Regions from separate parts of the Gossypium hirsutum genome. Here region 2 is linked to region 1. Evidence: chromatin contacts called from public Hi-C data. All regions are on one chromosome and are shown on one strand. The core of a region is the stretch at or near the end of the contact, and the rest is flanking DNA. Distances in the headings are between cores, read along the strand shown.

Region 1 (5,858 bases), core at 2,268-4,767:
AGTAATTTCTTTGCAGATTAGCCATGCTAATATAATTTTATGAAATCTTACTATGTGCATTTTACAGTCTCAATTTTGAGTGCTAAAACCTATAAAATGAACTTATGGCTTTCCTGGTTTCACTGTTTTTCATGCTATGGCTTAGCCATTTATATTTCTTTATCTAACAATAAGAAACAAGGCGATTACCAACTTTCAACGCATCTCCCTTACCTTTTCCTTGATTTCGTTAACCCCATATTTCCCAAATCGTCTGTTTCTTGTCCTGTCTTTCTGGTATATCCACACAGCCATTGCAGCATCATCATCTGAACTGCAAACATCTTCTATGTATTATGAGACTTAGCTAAATAGCTATTGAAATGCCTGGCGGATCCATAGATGTAAGAATTTTCTTTCAGTTTGCAGATTTTAATTCGAGAATGGACTGTTTCTACATAGGACAATTTAGCAAATGGTTTGCTACTCCTACAAGCTGCTAGGGACTTTATCATTTGTTTTGGGACAGCCACACTATCTATTCTTGCATCTATGTACTCCTAATGTTGCAGACAAATAGCACATCATATTCTCTATCACACTGAACAAAAATGTTCCTTCACTGTTGGAAAAGGCTGATTCGAGAATATTGGAGGCATCGTGAATGATTTTGCTTGATGGAAAAACATTTTTATGAATTATGACCTAACTGCTATTTTCATTTTCAGTCTGATGCCGGAAAAAATCTTCCATTTATCCTTGTGATTAATCTCGAGGTACGCATGTGGATACATTTTTACCTCCTTTATCTGCATATTTATTTAAACAAAACTGTCAATACATTGGAAATTTTTACAATTGCATAAGATGGTTATGAAAAATGATTTCTATTTTAAAAGCTTAGTCCTGCAGAAAACTAACTATTAAAAGCTCAAAGTTGTTTGCTTAAGACAAATAGGTTTGGGATCATTATTGGTAATGACACTTAAGCCATATTTCTGAACACAAAATGATGTTTTCATATGAAGAAATTCTAATCCTGAAATAGCCATGTAATTAAGTGGATGATACGAAGATTAAAGTTGAAAATTTTTAACAAATTTTATTGTTCTGGATGGTCAATGCAGATCATGCTCTGACCTTCAGATTCACTTCTAGTTTCCACTTTTCTCCCAAACATACCGACTTTGGAGGATACAATGGGAATATTTGTAGCATGGGGAGAATTTTTGTGGAATTAATTTTTAGGTTGCAACAAATTTTACCTTGGTTTTTCAAAGAGGATATATGTTTTGGTTTCTTTTTTCCAGATTCCTGCGAAACCAAACTATAGTTTGGTCCTCTACTATGCTGCTGAAAGGCCAGTGAGGAAAGATTCTTTACTGGAAAAGTTTGCAGATGGAACGGATCAATTTCGTGATGCAAGATTTAAACTGATACCAAGCATTGTTGAGGTATGAAATTGTATATTGTAAACATCTCACCTAGTTGTTATCTATTACTCTAATGCCAGTGAAAAGCTCAGTTGTTTCTAAATGTTCAAAGGGGTATTGGATGGTCAAGCGTGCAGTTGGAACAAAAGCTTGCCTACTTGGGAAAGCTGTTACATGCAAATACTTCAGGCAAGACAATTTTCTGGAGGTAATGCACTTGTGGTTTTGCTATTTTCCTTGCCTCGGTCTTGAGGCCTACATAGTATCAGGATCTATAAAGTCTTTTGATATCTCTATATTGCAGAGCGTGATGATTACATCCATGCTTTCGTTGCATATTTTGATGTTTCGTTTACCAAATGCCACAAATTGATGGGTTTCTCTACAGGTTTGTATCTACATCAAAATTCTCCATCCTTTGTCCTTTCCATTTTATCTACGAATAGAAATCAGCAAGCCAGCCTAGAAGAACTTTGCCTTGGCTAATGGCAAATACAAAATGCAGGACCAAGATCGCGAGCTACCCATTGGAAGCAAACAGTCCTATATCTAGAGGATGTGTTAACCATCTGTGAAGGGGAGACAATAATTGGGAGCATGACTGTTGCACCAAACAAGAAGAATCCCCGAGACGTTGATATAATGGTTAAATATTCATTGAGCGGACGACGTTGTGTGGTTTCGAGAGTTCAATTTTATAAGATGCGCTGATTTTGTTGCAGAGTATTTCATCACCACTACTAGCTGTAGGATACCTTGTTTGCATGTTCCTCAAATGTTTCACCAACATTTTTTTAATTCCTTTTCTACTTTCTTTTTTCTCGAAAGGTTTTCCCTGAGAAAGAAAAACACATAAGATGCATGTACTTCATTAACTCAATCCAACTGTTTTCTTCTCATGTATGCTTCATATTGAGTCTTGTGTTTTCTGCTGATGTGAGGGAGCATATATACAAATGACATTGGATGTATGACATAGGACTAAATAGATTTTGAGCTTTGACAAGCTGCTTATAAGCATTGTTTCTTATAGAAGAAACACATTATTGGAGAAAGCTTTTGAATCTCCCAACTATTGGATTTGGGTTTCTTTTTGACAATTTGTTTATTGTGCTTTTGTTTAGATGATGAGAAAGGAAAGTCAAGAATTATATTTACTCGTTAAGTTAAATGAAGATATTTGTAATTTAAAAAAATAAAAATTCAATATAAATTTAAAATAAGAGTTTAACTAAAATTAAGAGTTAGTGGCAAAATTAATAAAATTTAAATTTTAGTGGTAAAATTCAATAACATAAAAATTAAGTTACAAATTTACTCATTTTTTAAAAAATAACGGAAAATATAAATAAAATAAAGTATAGTGACAAATTTCAATATTTATCTATAGTATGATGATAAATTATATATTTTTATTAACTTATATTTAATAATAATTATGTTAAATTATATTTTATAGTATTATATATTATGATTTTAAAAAATTCATATAAGAATATTTAATATTAAGAATTTTATTAAATCATATATTTTAATTAAAATATATTTAATATTAATTATTTCAAATTATATTTTATAGTATCATATATTATGATTTGAGTAAATTCATATAAGAATATTGATTATTAAGAATTTTATTATAAATTATATATTTTAATTAAAATATATTTAATAATAATTATGTTAAAATATGATTAAATTATTTATTACTGATAATAATAATCTTATTAAAATTTAAATAACAATAACAATAATCATTTACCAAAACAATTTTATGCTAAGGGTATTCTAGTCATTTTAGTTTTTTCCATTATGCTATTACACCTCTATTCCATTCAACCAAACACAAGATTACTATTACGCCTCTATTCCATTACATTCAACCAAACAGTGGATTAGCTATTACACCTCTAATCCAATACACCTCTAATCCCAATACACCTCTAATCCAATACACCTCTAATCCAATACAGCGAACCAAACGCACCCTGAAATTCATCCCTTTTATAATATATTATTTTTAAGTCCATGCCAATATTAATTTCACATGCATAGCCGCAAAAGCACTTTTAAAGTGTTTTACATAAAGTCAGCCAATCATTGGGTCACGACAAAACCTATTACGTGAGACAGCTAACATCATGCTGACATTTTCCCTTATGCCCCTTTGCTGACCCTCTCATAAAATTCGATAAAGTGGCTTTTTGTCACTTAACAAATAGATTAATAATAAATAAATAAATAAATTGATTAAAAACTAGTTAACGGCCATAACCCACGTACATACATTCATAATTCCAAGCATGTTTGGTGTTACGGAAACACAAACCAACTTTATTCAGTTATTTTCTTTATCCACTATAAAGCAATTAACCACCCACAAATTTAAAGTTAAACCAAAATGATGATAAGTGGCAGTCGCTCCAATTAATACAATTTTCAAAGGGTACGTCACCAATATGAAACGAAGTGGTAGCACGATATCTTGCGATCTAAACTTGTGTCGGGCCTCAATGTTTGTGAATTAAATTGATATTGAGACACAATTCATAAATAATTAAGTATGATACTTATCCATTCTAAACATAAAATATTAATTTCAAACATGAATTAATAGATATAAGGAAGTTAGGTTGCTATCCATGTCTTGTAAGTTATGTATGGGGGTACTTAATTTTTTTAAATTTAAGTTATATATGGGGTTGCAAGAATGATATCAATCAAGCCTCTACTTGGTGGCTATGATAATAAAGTGCAACCAAACTATATGGAGTCTTGTAAGGACTAAATAATATAGTTGGAGAGTAGAAATGGTAGAGGTATTTGGTGTCATTCTTGCACGAAAACCATAAATCAAGGTATAGAGGTTTCATCATAATGGCGGAGAAAGACGATGAAGATAATATAATACCCTGAAAGGTTTATGCATGAAAGCATTCAACTTCATAAGACTATCGAAAGATTTAAGCCTCAGCTCACGATATATCATATATATATATTTTTTTATCGCAAGGTTATAATGATGACGGAATGTTTCTATTTATATTATGAATTTTCATTTATTTATTTGATTGTAACTCACTGAATCATCAACTAAAGTATTAAAATGATGAGTAACATCACATCAGAATAGCAAGCTATTCGCCCTATGTTTGAAATAAAATTAATTAAAAAATATAAAATAAAATTTGAGTCTGAATTTGGAAAGATTCAATCAAGTCCAAAGATGCTGGAGATCGGCTGCCAATCATTCATTTTCGTACCGCCATGCATCTCTTTCTAGTTGTCTACATTTTTAGCCTATGGCGCAATAAGCTAAACACATCCTCAAACTTGCCGGGTCTTACGAAAACACAAACCAATACTTCATTCTGGTTTTTTCTTTCATCTTATCCACCAACCATTTCGCAACATTCTAAGACAATATTAACCTCGTGCAGTTTTAACCTAAAATGATGACAAATGACGGTCGGTCCAATTAACAGCAGAGTGGTAGCACAACATCGTGCGAACTAAATTAATCTTTTCTGTCTAAGAAATAAACAAAACATTTTATTAATTATTTATCATTTAGGTCAAAAGTTTATGGATCCCAAACTCTATATATAGCAAGGGTTCTTCATATTGTTTCATCATCTTCATTTTGCACAAAAAAAAAATAAATAAATATTTCAAATTCTCTTAGTATCCAAATCAAAGCCTCAACAATGGTTCGTTTTTCAGTTGATGAAGTTCATGAAAAGAAACTCACAGTTACATGCACAGAGAGTTCCAATCCATTCGAAGAGTTGCCCGAAGGTGAAGGTCGCCTGGAGGCCGAGTGTGGCCATATTGGGTCGTTTAAGTTCAAGTATTCCAAATTCGGAAACAGAATGGTGTTTTCAGGTAATGATTGGAGGAAATTCCGCAATCAAGTTGTTGCCGGTGGCACCATCCACATTGAGAGGCTCTCTAAAACAAAGTTCGGGTTTGAAGTGCAAACATGATAGATGAATAGCAAGATATATATATATTATGCCATCTATATCTATTAATGCATGCATGCATGCATAGTATGCGAGGTTATGCCTGGATTCTTATATGTTGATTTCAAAATCGTGTATTTTAGTTTCTGCTTTGTCTTACTAAAAAAATGAATGTTATTCCGTTATGTTATGATCATATGTTCGTAATAAATGGATGTTTCTCTGCTCTGGCTTACATTTACATCGGCCGAAAAGATAAGTTTTTTTTTTTTTTTGGTTTGCTCCATTAAAATCCCAAAACGGGAGATGAAATACCTAAGTTTCGTGACCAAAATGCGTCCCTCACGCCACCAATTTTCTTGTAATAAAATTAAAAAAAAAGTGTTTTCTTATTTTTTTTGTAAGTTCATCAATAAAATAAAATATTTTTAGAATAATAATTCAGTGTCGATAAAAACACAAACTAATCAAATCCATAACA
Region 2 (5,858 bases), core at 1,265-3,764, 34 kb after region 1:
TCTATTAATGCACGCATATTATGGTGGTAAGTTATTACATGGTTCCTATTTCATATTTTAGTTTGTGCTTTGTTTAAGAGTGAATAGATTATTTTTTATAAAAAAATATTATGTTGTAATATGTGTCTTAAAAGTCATTATAATAGTGACAAGTTTAAAGTTTATATAAATTAGAAATGTTGAATTTAAGGGTTCTAAAATTATAACATTTATGGCTTTATATATAAAGGGTACATTAATTTTCTTTATTTAATTATTTTACTTTAATTTATCAAAATTTAATATTTATATTTTATAAATATTGAGATTTTCACTCCAGTCAAATTGTATTGTTAAAATTTCATCTTAAACTTGAAAATCAATATTTAAATTAACGTATTTACCATCTGAATTAATTTCTCATCATTTTTTTTCTAAAATATTGAAATCAAATTCTGATTTTTGAGGTTACTTCTTTATATATTGGTAATCTTTTTTATATCCCTATTCATGGTTTTTCTTTTTCAAATCAATAAAATTTATTTTTTGTTCAATTAAATTTATCGAATTACAAATAAATGTGATTTTATTCATCATATATTTATAATCAATGAATAAAAAAATTAATGAATTAAATTAAAAAAAGTATATGATTATTAATTTAATTACTAAATATAAAATAAATTTGACTCGGATATGGATATATAGTCTGTTCTTTTACATACTGCATGCAAATTTCTATTTTTGAAAAGAAAAATAGATCACGACAAAATCCATGAAACGACACTCAAAAAACATCATGAATACTAAGCCAAGTGTCGCGAACAAAATGCGCACGTTAGATATATTTTCCCTCGCGCCGCCAATTTTGCAGAACCTTTTAATAAAATTCAATAAAAAGTGTTTTCTTGTTTTTTGTCCAGTTCATCAATAAAATATAAAAATAATCATCTTAAAGATTTTTTTACCTAATATTATAAAAAAAATTATACACCAAAATAGGTTGTCAGCCAGATTAATTACGAAAATAGTTTACTTTTTTGGGTCGTGCCTACCTGACAGTCACAACTCATTATTTTATTATTAACTTTTTTTTGTTTTAAAAAATTATTATTATATTATTTTTAATATTTATATTAATATATAGATAAAAATACGAGTTTTACACGGATAAAAAATATCCTAAACGGGTCGAGCCTGTCAGGTAGGCACAACTAATCGTGACTGACAGGCAGGCACAACACCCTGCACATTTCCCTTTTCTTTCTTTGCATTTTACAAAAAATTGGTCTTATATCACTTTTGGTCCCTCTACTAGGCCTAAAATTAAAATTCAATCTTTATACTTGAATTTCTACAACAATATTTGGTTCTATTTTTTATATTTTTTTCCAAATAATTAATATTATTAATTACTCTGATAAAATTTTTGACGTATTTTTTTAAACAAAATATTAGTTTAACAAAACAATGATATGTTAAGTTAGAATAAGTTTTAAATAATAAAATTTCTAACAAAATTGTATTAAAATTTTTGTTAATTACTCTATAAAATTTTTTATTAGTTTAACAAAACAATGATATGTTAAGTTGGAATAAGTTTTAAATAATAAAATTTCTAACAAAATTGTATTAAAATTTTTGTTAATTACTCTGATAAAATTTTTGACGTGTTTTTTTAAACAAAATATTAGTTTAACAAAACAATGATATGTTAAGTTGGAATACATTTTTGTTAGAAATTTTATTATTTTAAAACTTATTACAGCTTAACATATCATTGTTTTGTTAAACTAATATTTTGGTTAAAAAAACACATCAAAAACTTTAACAAAGTAATTAACAATATTAATTATTTGGGAAAAAAATTATAAAAAAATAGGACCAAATATTATTGTAGAAATTCAAGTATAAAGATTGAATTTTAATTTTAGGCCTAGTAGAGGGACCAAAAGTGATATAAGACTAATTTTTTGTAAAATGCAAAGAAAGAAAAGGGTGTTCTGCTTGCCTGTTAGGCACGATTAGTCGTGCCTACCTGACAGGCTCGATCAGTTTCAAGTATTTTTTATCCGTGTAAAACCCGTATTTTTATTCATATATTAATATAAATATTAAAAATAATATAATAATAATTTTTTAAAACAAAAAAAAATTAATAATAAAATAATGGGTTGTGCCTGTCAGGTAGGCACGACCCCAAAAAGTATACCATTTTCGTAATTAATCTGGCTGACAATGCATTTTAGTGTATAATTTTTTTTATATAATATTGGGATAAAAAACCCTCATCTTAAACATAACTTTCTTCACTTATAAAAATAATCAAAGAATAAAAAATAAATTAAAAAAAGTACATATGATTATCTGGTTTAATTAATAAATATAAAATATAGTTTACTTAGATATGGATAATGCATAATTATTGTACTTTATTTATTTAGAGCCGCCATTAAGTCCAGATATGCTGGGTCGGCTGCCAATTCTTCATTTACTTACCGCACGCAATTTTCTAGTTTTGAACATAAAAATTAAGTCAACTCTTAGTCCTATTTAGAGTTAGGACAAAACCTACGTCACCAAACTCAAAAACACCACGTGACTAATCAAAGTGTCGCAAGCAAAATACGTCCCTCAATTTTCCTCATCCTTAGATACTCGCGATTCATAATATAATAGTGCTTTAGCAGCTGTACTAGAAGTCCTTGTCTTAAGCATAACTTGAACCAACTTTCTTGTGTTATTTTCTTTTATCTCATGATCACTAAGCCCTTTCCATCATCATAATAATAATAATAATAAAACAACCTCGCGCAGTTTTAACCTAAAACGATGATAAATGGCTGTCGGTCCAATCAATAAACAGTAGAATGATTACAGTTTTCAAAGGGTGGTACAGTGGTAGCACTACATCTTACGAACAAAGCTGTTCACGTCTACAGCATTTGGGTTAGATAGTGACCTCAAATGAACCCCTACTGTTTACGAAACCCTTTAGCTTTAGACGTGTCCTTTGCCATTCCTAAGTAATTCTTTGGCTATGCTGTGTGTGTTTTTATCCAATAATTATGTTTAGGTACAACCCTTCTAATCATCAATTCAAAGAGGATGTGTATTAATATTATTTTATTTTTACTCAGCTTATTATATAAATATATATTCTTCCTCGCACATGGAGTCGGATACAGGGGTGCTGGCAGTGGTCTTGGCTCCCCTAAAATAAAAAATTTATATTTAAACCCTTAAAATTTTCAATTAGTAAATATAAAATTATACTTTGACCCCCTAAAATAATTAAAATTTAATTTAATCCATTAAAAATTATAAATATATAGACTATAAAAAAATTTAAAATTTCATTCGGCCCCCTAAAAATTTATTCTGACTTCGCCTATGCTCGCACATTCAATTTTTCTTCTTATCAAATTCAATAAAATATATTTTTGTTGTTTTTCTTTTCTGTTAATCAATAAATCAAAATATTTCCCTCTTTTAACAAAAAGTACGTACAAATTAAATTTATAAATATATATTTTTAGAATAATAAACATGTCATGGTTTACTAGTGTCTATATAAACACAAAATAAATAAATCTTAGATGCTTTAGCAGCAGTTCTAGACCACAACTAATAATTCTCCTGTTATTTTCCTTTTCTTATGACCACAACTAATAATTTTCCAACCTAATAAAAAAACAACTTACTTCGGTGTTTGTTTTAACCTAAATGATGATAAAAGGCTGGTGTCCAATATATTTATAAACTATACTATTATATTTCCAAAGGGTAAGTCGCGCAAGGCTTAAGCACAAAATATTCGTAAATTTTAGTTGGATCGACGGCCATCTCGCGTACAAACATGAAGATACAATTAATTGCTTAGATTTACCGATTTTTGGGAAGAAAACGACATGTTGCTCTTATATTATACAGTATGCACTAGAACAGCACAGAGCAAATACTATAAAACCATTCTTGTGGAACAAGTTTAAAAAATCTCATGTTCTTTTAACTACAAAATAGAAGTAGTAGTAGCGCAATCTTCTACCATATTTTATCATGCATGCATGACGTGAGGTCTTTGAGGTTGCACTTCAAGTTATCTTGCGATAGCTAAGATAGCGATTTAAGAAAACATATAGGCCCGACAGATTATGTAAGAACATTCGACTCTTCCAATAACTAATCCTTCTCTCTCCACATATATCATATTTATTTTTTTTTTCTTTGTTTGATCGAGCAAGAAACGCTGATTTCTTAGCTATATATAAGCTTAAGCCTGGAGGGACTAACTTCACAAACAGAGAGCTTGATAGAGTGCAACCAAATTACGATCTCGTAAAGTCTAACAATCAGAGAGCTGAAATGACAGAGATATTCAAAGTGGTACTTGACAAAATAAAGAAAGAAAAGTTGAGGTTTCATCATAATGGCGGCGCACTCCCTAGGGGTTCGAATGATCTGCCTGTGAGAGATGAAAATGGAAGATCATGGAAATTCAACTGCAAGAGTGAAGGAGGCAATTTCTTCTCCATCGGTGGTCCTGAGTGGAGGAGTTTTGCCAAGTCTAAGGTTAATGCTATGGTCACTCTTTATTGGGAAGAAGATGAGCAGGTCTACACCATTAGGGTTAGAAATTGAGGTGAAATGAACCTCGTGTATTTCAGTTTGTTGATCTGTAGTTATGTTGGTTATGGTGTGCTGGTGAAATTTGAAACTATTTTATATGTATCTTTAGTTTTATTGTATACCGTTTCAAATATTAGTGTGTTGTAATTTTACCCATAAATATATTTTATTATATGTAAAATTATTCTCGTATGAATTAATTTACTACTAATTGCACCAAAAATCGAGAATCCAGGGCATGAAAGTGAGAGGGGCAAAATACTATGAAATGTTTAGTTTAAAAAGGCAAAATGAATGAGATGTTGGGGTTGGTGTCGGCTGCCAATGAATCCGTTTGCAGGTCAAAAGGTAGAAGGTGAGAGTGCGCGCAAGTAACATCACGGTATCATTATCGCAAGGAAATCCTGAGATATTTCCCCTCGCCACATAATTAAATTAATAATTCTTTAGTCTTACTATCTGGATTTTATTTCATTTTTTGTTTAAAGAAATGACAAGTAATAATCAATGTTTACTGCCACAATATAAAATGATATAATTTAAAAAAACGTATGCAAATGTAGACATTAAATGTATTAAATATTTTTCAAAGACAACTGTTTAGTGATGTCTATAAACACACATTAATCAATTTCATAAAAATGAAAAAGTGCTGTATATATTTTAAATTGAAAGAGAAAGTTGAAACTTTGGAAGAAGTGGTCGAATTAAATTTCATAACATATAAATTTTCTCGCTATCTTCATACATAATTATTTAATTATGTTTATCTTTTCAATAATATATATTGTTAAAGAATAATAATTATATTGTTTCGCACTAAAAATACGGATCGCTAGACTTTCGTCCAAGAGTCTATATACGTGGCCATAAATAATTAGTTCAAAAACTTGGTCGAATGTTTGGCGGGATCCTAAGTGAACATAAATAGTTATGTTCATCTGGTTTAATTAAAAAATATAAATAAATTAAGTTGGAGTTGGATATGAGTGATACGTAGTTACTAGAATTGATATAGAGAGATGCTGGGATTGGGGGATCGCGGGATCGCGGGATCGCTGCCTATCATTCTTTTACGTACCGCCATGCATCATCTCTTTCTACTTGTCGACATTCTTTTACGTGCCGCCACGCAACCCTTGTAATAAAATTAAGTAAAGTGTGATTTTGTTGTTCATAAAAAACTATTTTATCATTTAACAAGACATTGAATGTATAAATATTTTGTCAGCAGAGTAGTAGCGCGACAT

What was found. A called contact is a pair of places that touch in the nucleus more often than the background predicts.
Region 2: a contact with region 1 is called in a Hi-C map of callus, with 1.5 times the contacts expected there. The contact joins two enhancer-like sites. A contact is called at or near these places in 3 of 34 Hi-C or Micro-C datasets (callus and leaf).

The regions. Positions count from the first base shown.
Region 1 is chrA03:113,344,059-113,349,916 of Gossypium_hirsutum_v2.1, forward strand. LOC107938848 (protein ENHANCED DISEASE RESISTANCE 2) reads left to right here. Exons shown (of 5, transcript XM_041103557.1): 2 at 708-755; 3 at 1,290-1,433; 4 at 1,525-1,620; 5 at 1,918-2,512. The coding sequence ends at 1,965. Among protein-coding and RNA genes, the nearest start is that of LOC107938848, 3.2 kb to the left of the region's middle. Within about 2 kb of position 3,518, at least 1 of the 9 cell types and tissues checked has an H3K27ac peak or open chromatin away from gene starts, as enhancers often do.
Region 2 is chrA03:113,378,942-113,384,799 of Gossypium_hirsutum_v2.1, forward strand. No RefSeq gene overlaps it. Among protein-coding and RNA genes, the nearest start is that of LOC121218516, 18 kb to the right of the region's middle. Within about 2 kb of position 2,515, at least 3 of the 9 cell types and tissues checked have an H3K27ac peak or open chromatin away from gene starts, as enhancers often do.